Regions from separate parts of the Rattus norvegicus genome. Here all the other regions are linked to region 1. Evidence: chromatin contacts called from public Hi-C data. All regions are on one chromosome and are shown on one strand. Each heading gives the region's core, a stretch centred on a gene start, on an enhancer-like site or on the middle of the called end of the contact. The rest is flanking DNA. Distances are from core to core; before and after follow the strand shown.

Evidence for each region. Hi-C and Micro-C count contacts between places; a contact is called where the count stands out from the background.
Region 2: a contact with region 1 is called in a Hi-C map of frontal cortex, with 2.3 times the contacts expected there. The contact joins the promoter of Vgf here to the promoter of Ufsp1 in region 1. A contact is called at or near these places in 2 of 12 Hi-C or Micro-C datasets (frontal cortex and hepatocytes).
Region 3: a Hi-C map of kidney shows a contact between it and region 1, with 5 times the contacts expected there. The contact joins the enhancer-like site here to the promoter of Ufsp1 in region 1. A contact is called at or near these places in 12 of 12 Hi-C or Micro-C datasets (the A7r5 cell line, the Rat2 cell line, Schwann cells and 7 more) and 1 of 1 datasets of contacts at active chromatin or transcription factors (oligodendrocytes).

The regions. Positions count from the first base shown.
Region 1 is chr12:25,042,370-25,045,886 of GRCr8, forward strand. Ufsp1 (UFM1-specific peptidase 1) reads right to left here and starts at 1,527. Exons shown (of 1, transcript NM_001419535.1): 1 at 513-1,527. The coding sequence starts at 1,174. The coding sequence ends at 773. Srrt (serrate, RNA effector molecule) reads left to right here. Exons shown (of 20, transcript NM_001427441.1): 19 at 1-79; 20 at 279-478. The coding sequence ends at 354. It overlaps Ache (acetylcholinesterase), which reads right to left. Exons shown (of 5, transcript NM_172009.3): 4 at 2,875-3,044; 5 at 513-2,081. The coding sequence ends at 1,960.
Region 2 is chr12:25,275,433-25,278,949 of GRCr8, forward strand. Vgf (VGF nerve growth factor inducible) reads right to left here and starts at 1,588. Exons shown (of 2, transcript NM_001395575.1): 1 at 1,422-1,588; 2 at 1-917. The coding sequence starts at 897.
Region 3 is chr12:25,184,788-25,188,304 of GRCr8, forward strand. All of the region lies in intron 1 of LOC120095911 (a long non-coding RNA gene), which reads right to left. Among named protein-coding and RNA genes, the nearest start is that of Trim56, 6.8 kb to the right of the region's middle. Within about 2 kb of position 1,969, at least 3 of the 93 cell types and tissues checked have an H3K27ac peak or open chromatin away from gene starts, as enhancers often do.

The DNA of each region.
Region 1 (3,517 bases), core at 277-2,776:
CCCATGCTCCATATGGTGCCGGCCGTGGGAACTATGATGCTTTTCGAGGCCAAGGTTATCCTGGGAAACCTCGGAACAGGTGAGTATGAAAGATGCCCCAGCTGCTTTCCCCTCCTCTGACTCTGGGGACATCTGTTGACACTGCCTTTCCCCCTCCTGACTCTGGGGACATCTGTTGACACTGCCTTTCCCCCTCCTGACTCTGGGGACATCTGTTGACACTGCCTTTCCCCCTCCTGACTCTGGGGACATCTGTTGACACTGCCTTTCTCTCTCAGGATGGTTCGAGGAGACCCAAGGGCTATAGTGGAGTATCGCGACCTGGATGCCCCGGATGACGTTGATTTCTTTTGAACCAGCCACGTCCCCTCATTCTGCATCGCTGCATCTGTACCTGTGACCTCTTTATCCTATCAGCTGAGAATTTTTTTGTACGTTATTTTACCTGCTAGTAAACAACTTGAGTACTGTGTGTTAACTGTGTGCAGTATGCCACTTCCACAAACACGGGCTGCGCCATAGGAAGCTGAATTATGCCAATTTATTACCATTTTCAGAACAGTGTCTTCACCCCGGCTGACCTAGAACTTGTGGGGTATACCAGGTTGACTCTGAACTCAGATTCACCTGCCCGGCCATCGTGCCTGACCCAAACTTTTGATGCTGAAAGAGACTTGTCTGCTGTTGGGGGGAGGGCCTGTGAGAAGTAAATAGATGTCTGATCAGTCTCAGTTCTGGGCTCTATCCGACAGTGCAGACAGGGCGTGTTGGTTCAGATAGGTCTGGTCAAGCACAGGTTGTAGAACGAATTGGAATCAAAGACATGGTTTACCTTTTGCCAGCCCACCCATCCAGCAGCTTGCAATTCACAACGGTTTTTTGGAGTGCCCCAGTAGTGTGGGTCCAGTATCAAGACATAGACTTCCATATCTGGCCCCTCACAGATTCCCAGCAGGGCCTTGGACTGAGCATCTGCATCTCCTCCCACCATTACTGGGCCCCCACCCGCTGTGAAGTGTGAATAAAGCCGCTCCAGTTCTCCCCTAAGCTCTGCTCCGCGGGGCAAGTGGTACAGGCGTCCCTGAGGTCCTCCAAAGTGCTCTAGACAGAGACTGGCCTCTACACAGCCGATCCAGTTCCGGGAGCCCCGGAAACCGGGGGGCTTGTCGCCCATGTCCTCTAGGGCTCCCTGCAAGGCTGCCAGTCCAGGCACGCCGGAGGACTGGCCCTCTGGCCAGGAGCACAGAGTCTGCAGGGTGCGGTAGCCGCATCCCCAGCCGCGGTCATCCAGTCCATCGCAACCGTAGTGATAGTAAAGGTAGTGGCCTGAGAGGAGAGCCAGTCGGGCGGGATCCTGGCAGGGTACAGCCAGGCCCAGGTGCACGTCCTTTAGCAGCTCCAGGGTGCTCGGTAGAGCAGCTGTCACCGAGGCAGGGCGGACTCCGGGTTCTTGGTGTTTTCTGGGATTAGCTAGGGCAGGGGAACTCATACCAAACAGCGTAGTAGCAGGAGAGGTCATTCCACAAGTTGACACCGACTTCCGAGCTCTCTAAAAGGCGCCGGCAAACCAGCCTTGCAGCGCAGTCGCAAGCTCCGCCCCTAGGGCGGACCTAGTGCTTACTTCCGCCGGATGCTGCGGGCAGGGTACATCAGTGCTCACCAATCCGGAGGCTTCTGTTCCTAGCGTCTCCGTGACCTGGTCCCCGCCCCAAGTTCCCGCCGGTAGCACAGACTCTAGTAGCTGTAACAGTTTATTGGCGGCCCAGAGGGGCGAAGGCACCGCGGGGAGGGGAGCTCAGCCCAAAACATGCAGAAGATGAGGATCCCCTAGTGGGAGGAAGTCGGGGCGGGGTGGACAGGGCCTGGGGGCTCGGTTGTATTATATCCCAGCCCTTAAATAAATAGTATATACAATCAGGGGCTCGGGCAGGACGGCAGGACCTGGGGTCCCCCAAGGGGTCACAGGTCTGAGCAGCGTTCCTGCTTGCTATAGTGGTCGAACTGGTTCTTCCAGTGCACCATGTAGGAGCTCCAGCGGTGGAACTCGGCCTTCCACTGGCGCTCCGCCTCGTCCAGCGTGTCTACGGCCAGGGCACCCCGCAAGAGTAGGAGGAAGAAACGGAACAGGTCGGGTAGTGGAGATCGATCGTGAGTGCGCCGGCGTACACGCATTGTCGGAGGCCGAGTGGGGCGGTGGGAAGAGAACAGTGGATGATCCGGAGAATGAAGGTAGAGGTGAAGTGTAGCAGGAAGGAGAGAGGAGGAGAAAAATCACCGGAAGACCGAGGGGAGGGACAGGATCAGAGTGGGAGGAGGGTCCATGGGTTGGTAGGGAAAAGAAAGAAGAAACAGAAATGGTTGGCGATTATAAGGCCCATTGGCTACGCCGACTAGCCCCAGATCCTTCTCCCCTCAACATCAGGCTCAAGCTCCAAAGGGTAATTTTACATTAAAAAAAAAAAAAACCCTGTGTTTTTGAATTTTTGTTTAAACAAAGATCCCTGAGTCTGTTCATTTTGTCTCGGCTTGAGAATGGAGTGGGGTGCTATATCCCTGAGAGGGGGCCCTTCTCCTCAGTCACACTCTAGAGTAAGTATGCTCTGAAGCCAGAAGGGGCAAGGGTTATATGTAGTTAGAGCCGCCGAAGCCCGGAGTGGAGGAGGAAAAGGAAGAAGAGAAGTGACAGGGATAAGGCGGGCCCTGGCCTCGGGGCAGCCTCCCCATGGGCGGGGCTTGGGCAGGTGCAGGGAACCTCTGTGGCTGGGGGAGGTGGAGAAGAGAGGGATTACATCCTGTGTTTTCCACCTTTTCTCTCTCCCGTCCTTCCAACCCTTGCCGCCTGGTGCATTCCCTGCTTCCCCACCCCGCGCCTACCTGTGGCGCTGAGCAATTTGGGGAGAAAACGATTCCAGAAGGCGCAGGTCTGGGCGCGCAGTCCCCGCCGCACCTCCAAAGGCTTCAGGTTCAGGCTCACGTATTGCTGCGCGGCAGTGGTGTACGGTGGCCACCGTGGAGACTTAGAGTCTCGAGGGTCATTGGGGTCTCTGAGGAAGGAAAGGGAAATCTCAGCCTGCCCAGAGGAATAAGGAATGAAGACGTGAATCCTCTTCCTGACTCTGGCCCCTCTTCACTTCAGCTCTTCCTCTGCCACCTTTCTTCTCCCTACCGCCTCCAGCCAGCCCCGCTCCTTGTGTGTGTGTGTGTGTGTGTGTGTGTGTGTGTGTGTGTGTGTGTGTGTGTGTGTGTGTGTGAGAGAGAGAGAGAGAGAGAGAGAGAGAGAGAGAGAGAGAGAGAGAGAGAGAGAGAGTTAATTTGGCAATGCTTCTTTCTGCCTCAGTTTCCCAGAGTGCGGGGACACCAGGTTGCCTTCTCATTTTAAGTACCTTCCACCTCCTAGAGAAGTTTTCTTTCCACTGGACATCACTATCTCTTTCTCCACTTCCCTTTGTTTCCTTATTCCATTTTTTTTTTTATTTTCCCCTTCCATTAAAAAAAAGCAATTTCTAGCTTTGTGTCG
Region 2 (3,517 bases), core at 338-2,837, 230 kb after region 1:
CAGGCGCTCTCCTGCCTCGGAACCGCCCAGGAATGAGCCCTCGAGCCGACGCACCTTGGGGAAGGGGGCACTTAGACTTTGGTACGCCTTGGATAAGGGTGTCAAAGTCTCACCAAGATGTGTTTTAGGGGAGGACACTCCTTCCCCGAACTGATGGGTTTCGGGAAGGGGAACGTTTTCGGACATTCGAGCCTGGAATTGAGAAGGGACCGAGGGCGGCAGAGGAGCACGCTCCGGGACGCGCGCCTGGAACTCTCCCCAGGAAGCGCGCCATACGCGCTCTGGCCCGGGGCTCTCCAGATTGACTCGGGTCAGCGTGTGCGTGCGGGTTTCAGTCTCTGCTGCCGCCGTCTCTTGCTGGCGCTTAGCATTACTCGGACTGAAATCTCGAAGTTCTTGGAGCAAGGATGCTAGTGCCTCCAGCTCTTCTGAGCGGTCGTCTGCCTCGGGATCGTTGTCCTGAGTCTGAGGGCGAGGGGGCGCCACAGCGGACGCTTGGATTTCTGATGCCGGGAGGCTATGGGTCTGACTGCGCACGGACTCGGTCAGCAGAGCTTCTGCTGCTTCTTCGGGTGTTCCCTGCTGGGAACCTGCCGGGACAGCCGGGGGCGAGGCCGGACGGTCCAGTGCCTGCAACAGTACCGCGGCCAGCGCCCGGGGATCCACGCCCTGGAAGAGCTCTCCCTGGTCCTGAGGCTCGGAATTCCGAGCCGCTCGGACCTCTGGGACGCTGTCATCCTTTGGCCGGGACACTGCGTCCTCAGCTACCTGCCCATTATGCTCAGAGCCGAGGGGAGGAGGATAAACATCGGAGCGCCCGGGGGGTGCTGCTCCCAACCCCCGGATGAGTAGAAGGAAGCAGAAGAGGACGGATGCTGGCAACGTGAAGGTTTTCATGACCAACGGGCTGCCAGAGACTGAAAAACAGAAGAAACCAGAGAAATAGAGGATTTCTATAAGAATTTCCCTCTTTCTATTTCTGCATTCCCTCCCCCCACCTTTAAGCAGGAAATCCGGGGTTTCCCTCATTTCTCTAACCTTACCCGAAGAGAAACGTTTAGCAGAGAACAAGAAAGATGTGGCAATCTCTGGGGTCGTGCAAATGGTCAGAGAACGCTCGCAATCCTCGTTCTGGGTACCCAGTGCCTCCTGTCGCCCCCTTCCCAAAGTCATCTCTCAGCCAGCGCCCGTGTACTAAGCAGCAATGATAAGTGGGAGGGGGGATCTGTTCCCTCCCCACAGGACTCCCCGGATGGTGCGTGGGCGACTTCATCAGCGACAGAGAAGCAGAGACTCCCCGTTTACCAAAGACCCTTCCCGGGGGCACACCGCTATGCTCTCAATACCCCATAAGGAAAGAAAATCCTCCTTTCACGCCCACGAGTGAAGAGGGTTAGAGGGATGGACAGCGGAGTATTTACCAGCCGGTGTCACGACGGCGGGAGGTGGAGAGGAGGGTCGGGGCAGGGGGAAAATCCGGACCCGTCTGCCCTGGCTCCGTTCCGTGGCTGGAGTATGAAAGATGGTCGAGGGCTGGCGTCCTAGGAGCTGGGCTCAGCTGGGTCAGCAACAGCGCTCTCGCTCCGGCTTCAGCACGCTGGACAGCGCCCGCGCCACCGCTGCTTTATAAAGGGGAGCGCGCGGGGTCACGTGGTCTCGCCCCGCCCCATTGACGTCAATGTTCATTCATGGGGAAGCGGGCGGGTGCCTGGTGGACTGTGGAAGTCCAATGATTGGAGGATAAGCGTCGCTCCCGGCCTGCACCTGCGCAGTAGGGCCCTCGGCTAGAGGGGCGTGAGCTAGCGGAGCTCCGGGAAATGAATGAATGAATGAATGAATGAAATGTCTAGGCGGGCGGGGCAGGGGGCTATGAATGAATGAAGGAGGGACGAGGAGAAAAGGATGAATGAATGAATGGAAAAATGAATGGAAGGGTGGGTACAGAGGAGCCAGAAGGCGGGAGGGTGGGTTACAAAGCTCTTGAGGCGCGGAGCCCGCGTTGCTGAGCAGAATAGGAAGAGGGCACCGCCAGCATCTAATTGGGCGCCAGTAAAAGATCAGTACTGGATGGGGGGACGGTAAGGGATTGAAAGCCGGGGAAGGGGCCTGCCTCCCTACTCCGCCACAGTATGGTCTATAGGGAGCACGCCCAAGGACGACTTGAACCTGAGAGGAAGAGGGGGTGGATCTGCGGTGTGGGATGCCCGCCCAGGGTCAGCGCAGATGGGTGGATCTTGCGGTTTGGGTAATCACCTTGGAAAGGGTCCTAGTCGGAAGAGAAAAGGGAAAGATTGACGATACGTGTGCCTCTGGGTCCTGTCTGTTCAAACCAGTTCTGAAGGGGGTGGGGAAAAAAGGTGTGTCTGCCCTTCTGGCCAGCGGACTTTGCTGTGGTTGATAAGGGGTCCCTGTTGTGCCCCCTTTTAATCCAACTCTCCCACACCCTTAAGCTTATTTCCCTCTCTCCCACAGCCCCCACCCAAGGACATTTGGAGGGCGAGAGCAGACCAGGTGGGGAGGGGGTTGAGCAGGTGGAGAGGGTGACTCAACTCCATTTCTCTCTACCGCTTAAAGGGGAGGTCTGAACGCGACTGGAGGGGGGTGCACTGCAACGTCAGAGATGGACCCTCTCAGCCACCAGACCCTTCGACCGTATCTCCTTCCCAGAGGGGTTGAGGCTGGGGGCTTGGACAGCTAGAGGTTCCGGGAGTGGGGGGCGATGACGCAGAGATTGCGCAGAAAATCTATCAGCCAGCCGGGTCCGGTGAAGGGAGACCAGACGTGGGCGGGGGTGGGATGGGAGGACGGAAATGGGGAGGGGGTAGAGGAGAGGGAAAGGTGGCCCCGGGAGCTGCTACTGCAGGAATGAAGGGGAGGGAGGAAGGCTGGAGGGGGCTGCGGTGCAGGCGGAGAGCAGTGCGGGGGCGTGGGCAGGGAAAGGGGGGGTGACAATGACACACACCAGACACACAAGAACTGCGGACACAGGGGTGCTTATAAGCACACGCAAAGCCCCCCAACCCGGACACTTGGAAACCAGAATGGGGAGGGCATCTGGAGGGTCTCAGAGCCTCTTTCAGAGTCAGCCCCCTCATACCATCCTGTTACTGACCCTCATTTTAAGCCCCTAGCTCGTGCACGCGCGGGAGTGCGCGCGCACAGGCACACACAAACACATACACACACACACACACTCACGTGCTTTCTCTCTAGAACCAGCAGTGGCTTCTCCCTTCCATCAGTGGCTTGACTTTCCCAGAAGAAACCCCATCAGCTCTGCGGAGAAAAGGTGGGGTGAGAGGAAAGAGAAGAGATGGGGGCAGGGGGGGGGGAGGAAAAGAACATGAAGCAGGTTGAAGGAGAGAGAAAAAAAATAAACTTGAGAACCAAGATGACAGTAGATATTCCAAAGAAAGGAGGGAGGGGGACCTAAAGACACACCCCATCACAACCAACACCACTACAGCAGTATCTGACACCCCCCATACACACACACACACACACACACACACACAAC
Region 3 (3,517 bases), core at 719-3,218, 140 kb after region 1:
TAGCCAAGAGGTTACTGTCAAGTGTCTTCTCCAATGTTCTCTCTCTTACAGGTCGAACCCTGAGTTCGTTTATTCAGCTAAAACGTACCTAGCCAGCTTGCTCCGAGGACCTCCTGTCTCTGCTTGCTTGAGCCCTGGGATTACAGTCCAGCCATCATTTAGGCCTGTCTCGGTATTTACGTGGGTGCTGGGAATCCCAACTCTGGTCCTCACACAAGCCTTTTATGAACCGAGCCGTCTCTTAGACCCCATCTACTAATATTAAAGTAGGCTTACAAAGCAATGAGCTTTGGGACAGTGAGGTGGCCCAGCGGATAAAAGCTCTGGCTGCCAAGCCTGAGTTACACACACACACACACACACACACACACACAGAGTGATTTAAAGGCGGTTTCAGCCACAGGCACAGGTCTCTTTCCACTGTGTTGGGACTCAGCCCCTCCCTCACTGCCTGACAAAAGCAATTCAAGCAGGAAGCGTTTATTGTGTTCCCACATGGTGGGACAGACAGGACGGCTGGAGTGTGTGGCGGATGGTCACATTTCATCTACAGTCCAGGACCCCAGTCTGTGGGACGCCACTGCCAATGTTTTGGTTTTTTTTTCTTTTTTTGGTTCTTTTTTTCGGAGCTGGGGACCGAACCCAGGGCCTTGCGCTTCCTAGGCAAGCACTCTGCCACTGAGCTAAATCCCCAGCCCCTGCCAATGTTTTCAGGATAGGCCTTCCCCTCAGTTAATCCAGTCTAGAAACTCCCTCACAGTCAGCCCCGAGATGTGTGTCCTAGGTGTTTCTAAGTCCTGACAGCTTTAGTCATCGCAATTAGCAGAGAGATGTGGTCTTGACGGCTGTGCTGAGACGTGGGTGAGCTGTTAGGCTTAGAGTCTGAGACAGAGAGGTTAAAGGAATTAGGTGAAATACTTCTGTTTTCAGACAGTCTTATGTAGCCAAGGCTGGCCTCAACGTCTCTGCCTAGTGGAGGCTGGCCTTGGTCTTCCCACTAAATGTGAAGAGCTGGGATCCTGAGTGCTGGGATCACAGGCTTCCGCCCACCTTCCCTGGGTTAGGCTTTCTGCGGCCTAGAACTGAGGACTCCATGTATGCTACATGAGTACTTATCAGCTGAGCCAAATCCCCAGCCTGGGAAATGCCTACAAATGAGTTAGTTAGTGGGGCTTCTAATGAGAGAGACATACAGGTACACCAGGCCCTCACCCACTGCTCTATGGCTGTCTATGAACAGCCCATTCCTCTCTGCAACAGCTAAACATGGAATGGTCACCACAAAAGGGTCTCCTGTGTGTGTGTGTGTGTGTGCGCGCATCTTCCCACGTGCATGCATGGGTGTGTGTTTTGTCTTGTCTTGTTTTTGAGACAAGGTTTAACTCTGAGCCGTGGGTAGCCTGGAACTCACTACGTAATCCTAGTTGTCCTTGAATTTATGATCTGCCTCAACCTCCGGAATGCTGGGATTATAAGATTAAACGGCGCCCCAGGCCGCTCAGGCTGGCCTTAAACTTGATATGTAGCTGTGGATAACCTTGGATTTCTGATCCTCCCGCCTCTGCCTCGCCTTTGCTGTGACTGCAGGTGCGGACCCAATGCCAAGTTTAAATGGTGCTGGGGTGGGAAGCCAGGGTTCTGTACAAACTAAAAGGCTCCCTGCGCTCTGAGCCACACCCCACAGGCCCATTGTCTTGGAAGCTTCTCAGAACCTCTTTGACTTTCCCCAAAGGAGCCTCTCACGGGGGAGTCGTTCTATCCCAAGCCAATTGGCGAAGGAGAAAAACACAACCAAGGCAGCGTTGCCATAGCAACGTTATGATTTGTTAGTTGGAAGGCTGTAAATCCCAGGGGAGGCACAGAGATAAGGACCCTTTGAGGTTCAGGAAGGAAGAGAGGTGGTTTTAACGGGGACTGGAAAGCAGGGATTCTTTAGTGAGGGTAAGGTCAGCTCTGGAAGGTGCCTAGCGCCCTCTGGTGGGCAAAGGTAGTAAAAACCGCTTTGGAGTAGACGGTTCCAGATCTATCTAGGGCAGCCCTGGAAAGAGGCCTTCGCCCAGCAGCAGGGCACGTTCGCTGTTGTACAGTGCTGATTTGTTATTTTCTTTTCATTTTTTTTTTTGCTCGTGTTGGTGGATCTAGCCCCAGACCTGATTTTTTTTTTTTTTTTAGTTCAGGCTAGCCTCGTTCTCCTTTTATTAATCGGACTTCCCAGTGTCAGGATTACAGGGCCGTATCACACCAGGTCTTAGCTGCACTTTCAGATGAGCATCAATGGCCAATAGGCAAAGGTGCTTGCCACCTGGCATGAAACCTAAGCCCAATCCCCTGGACCACACGGTGGCCAAGCCACACAGAGTGAACCAACTCTCACTGTCCTCTAAGGTCCACACATGCCTGCTCCCAGTACACAAAATAGAAATAATGTGTCATTTTTAACTCCTTAAATAAGCATTATGAGCCCATTTTATTCAATGCTATTTTCATTATGACTACCCCAAGAATGTAAATATCTTTTTAAATTATTATTACATTCATTTACTTATGGGAGAGGAGCGCCACCACATATGTGTGGCCATCAGAGGATAATTTGCAGGGGTTGGGTCTCTCCTTCCATCGTGTGGGTCCTGGGTATCGAACTCAGGTTGCTATTCTTGGTGGCAAGCCCCTTTACCTGCTGAGCCGACTTGCTGGCCCTGCGATGGTTCTTTGTGATGGTGGTTGCTGCTGATGCACCCAGTGGTAAGCCACGTGTAAGGGAAATAAAAGAGAACTGAGATTCAGGTGTTCCTCGTGAGAGCTACGTGAGCTCTCTAGCTGCTCTCGGTCACCTGGCAGAGAATGACAGCCTCAGGCGGAATTCCCGGCTCAGTTCGTTAATTAACACCTAAACACAGATGCAGAGGAAACCCCAGAGTCAAAGGAAAATAAACCTCGGAAGAGAAAAGCTGGTGGGGCAGCAATCTTTGCAAGCATTAAGACCTGACTTTGATTCTCGGGACCTACGTGGTGGCTTGTCGTCGTGGCTGGGGAAGTGGACAGGTGAATCCCTGAGACTCTCGGACTGGCCAGCCTAGCCTATTTGGTGACCACTGAGAGATCCTATCTCAGAACACAAGATGGATGACAGCTGAGAAAGGACGACCAGGGTTACCTCTGACCTACAGACACTCCTGTTGTCCATGAGGTAGACACAAGCACACAGGGTAAAGAGGGCTAGCCTGCCCCTCTGGCAGCAACTACTTATTAAAAGGAGAGCCCAGCCCTGAGAGATGGGTACACACACCTTTAATCCCAGCCCAGAGAGGCAGGGTGATCTCTGTGAGCTCCCAGCCAGCCTGGTCTACATAGTGAAACCCTGTATAAAAAGGAAACGAAAGAGCAAACATGTTCTTTACTCTGAAACTCCCCACCCACTCACCAAGAACACGCCCTTGATCAGTTTCCTCTCAGTAAGAAAATGGCGATTTGTTTGTGCTATAGACTATTCTAGGTACTTTCCTGATTTCTTTTACTT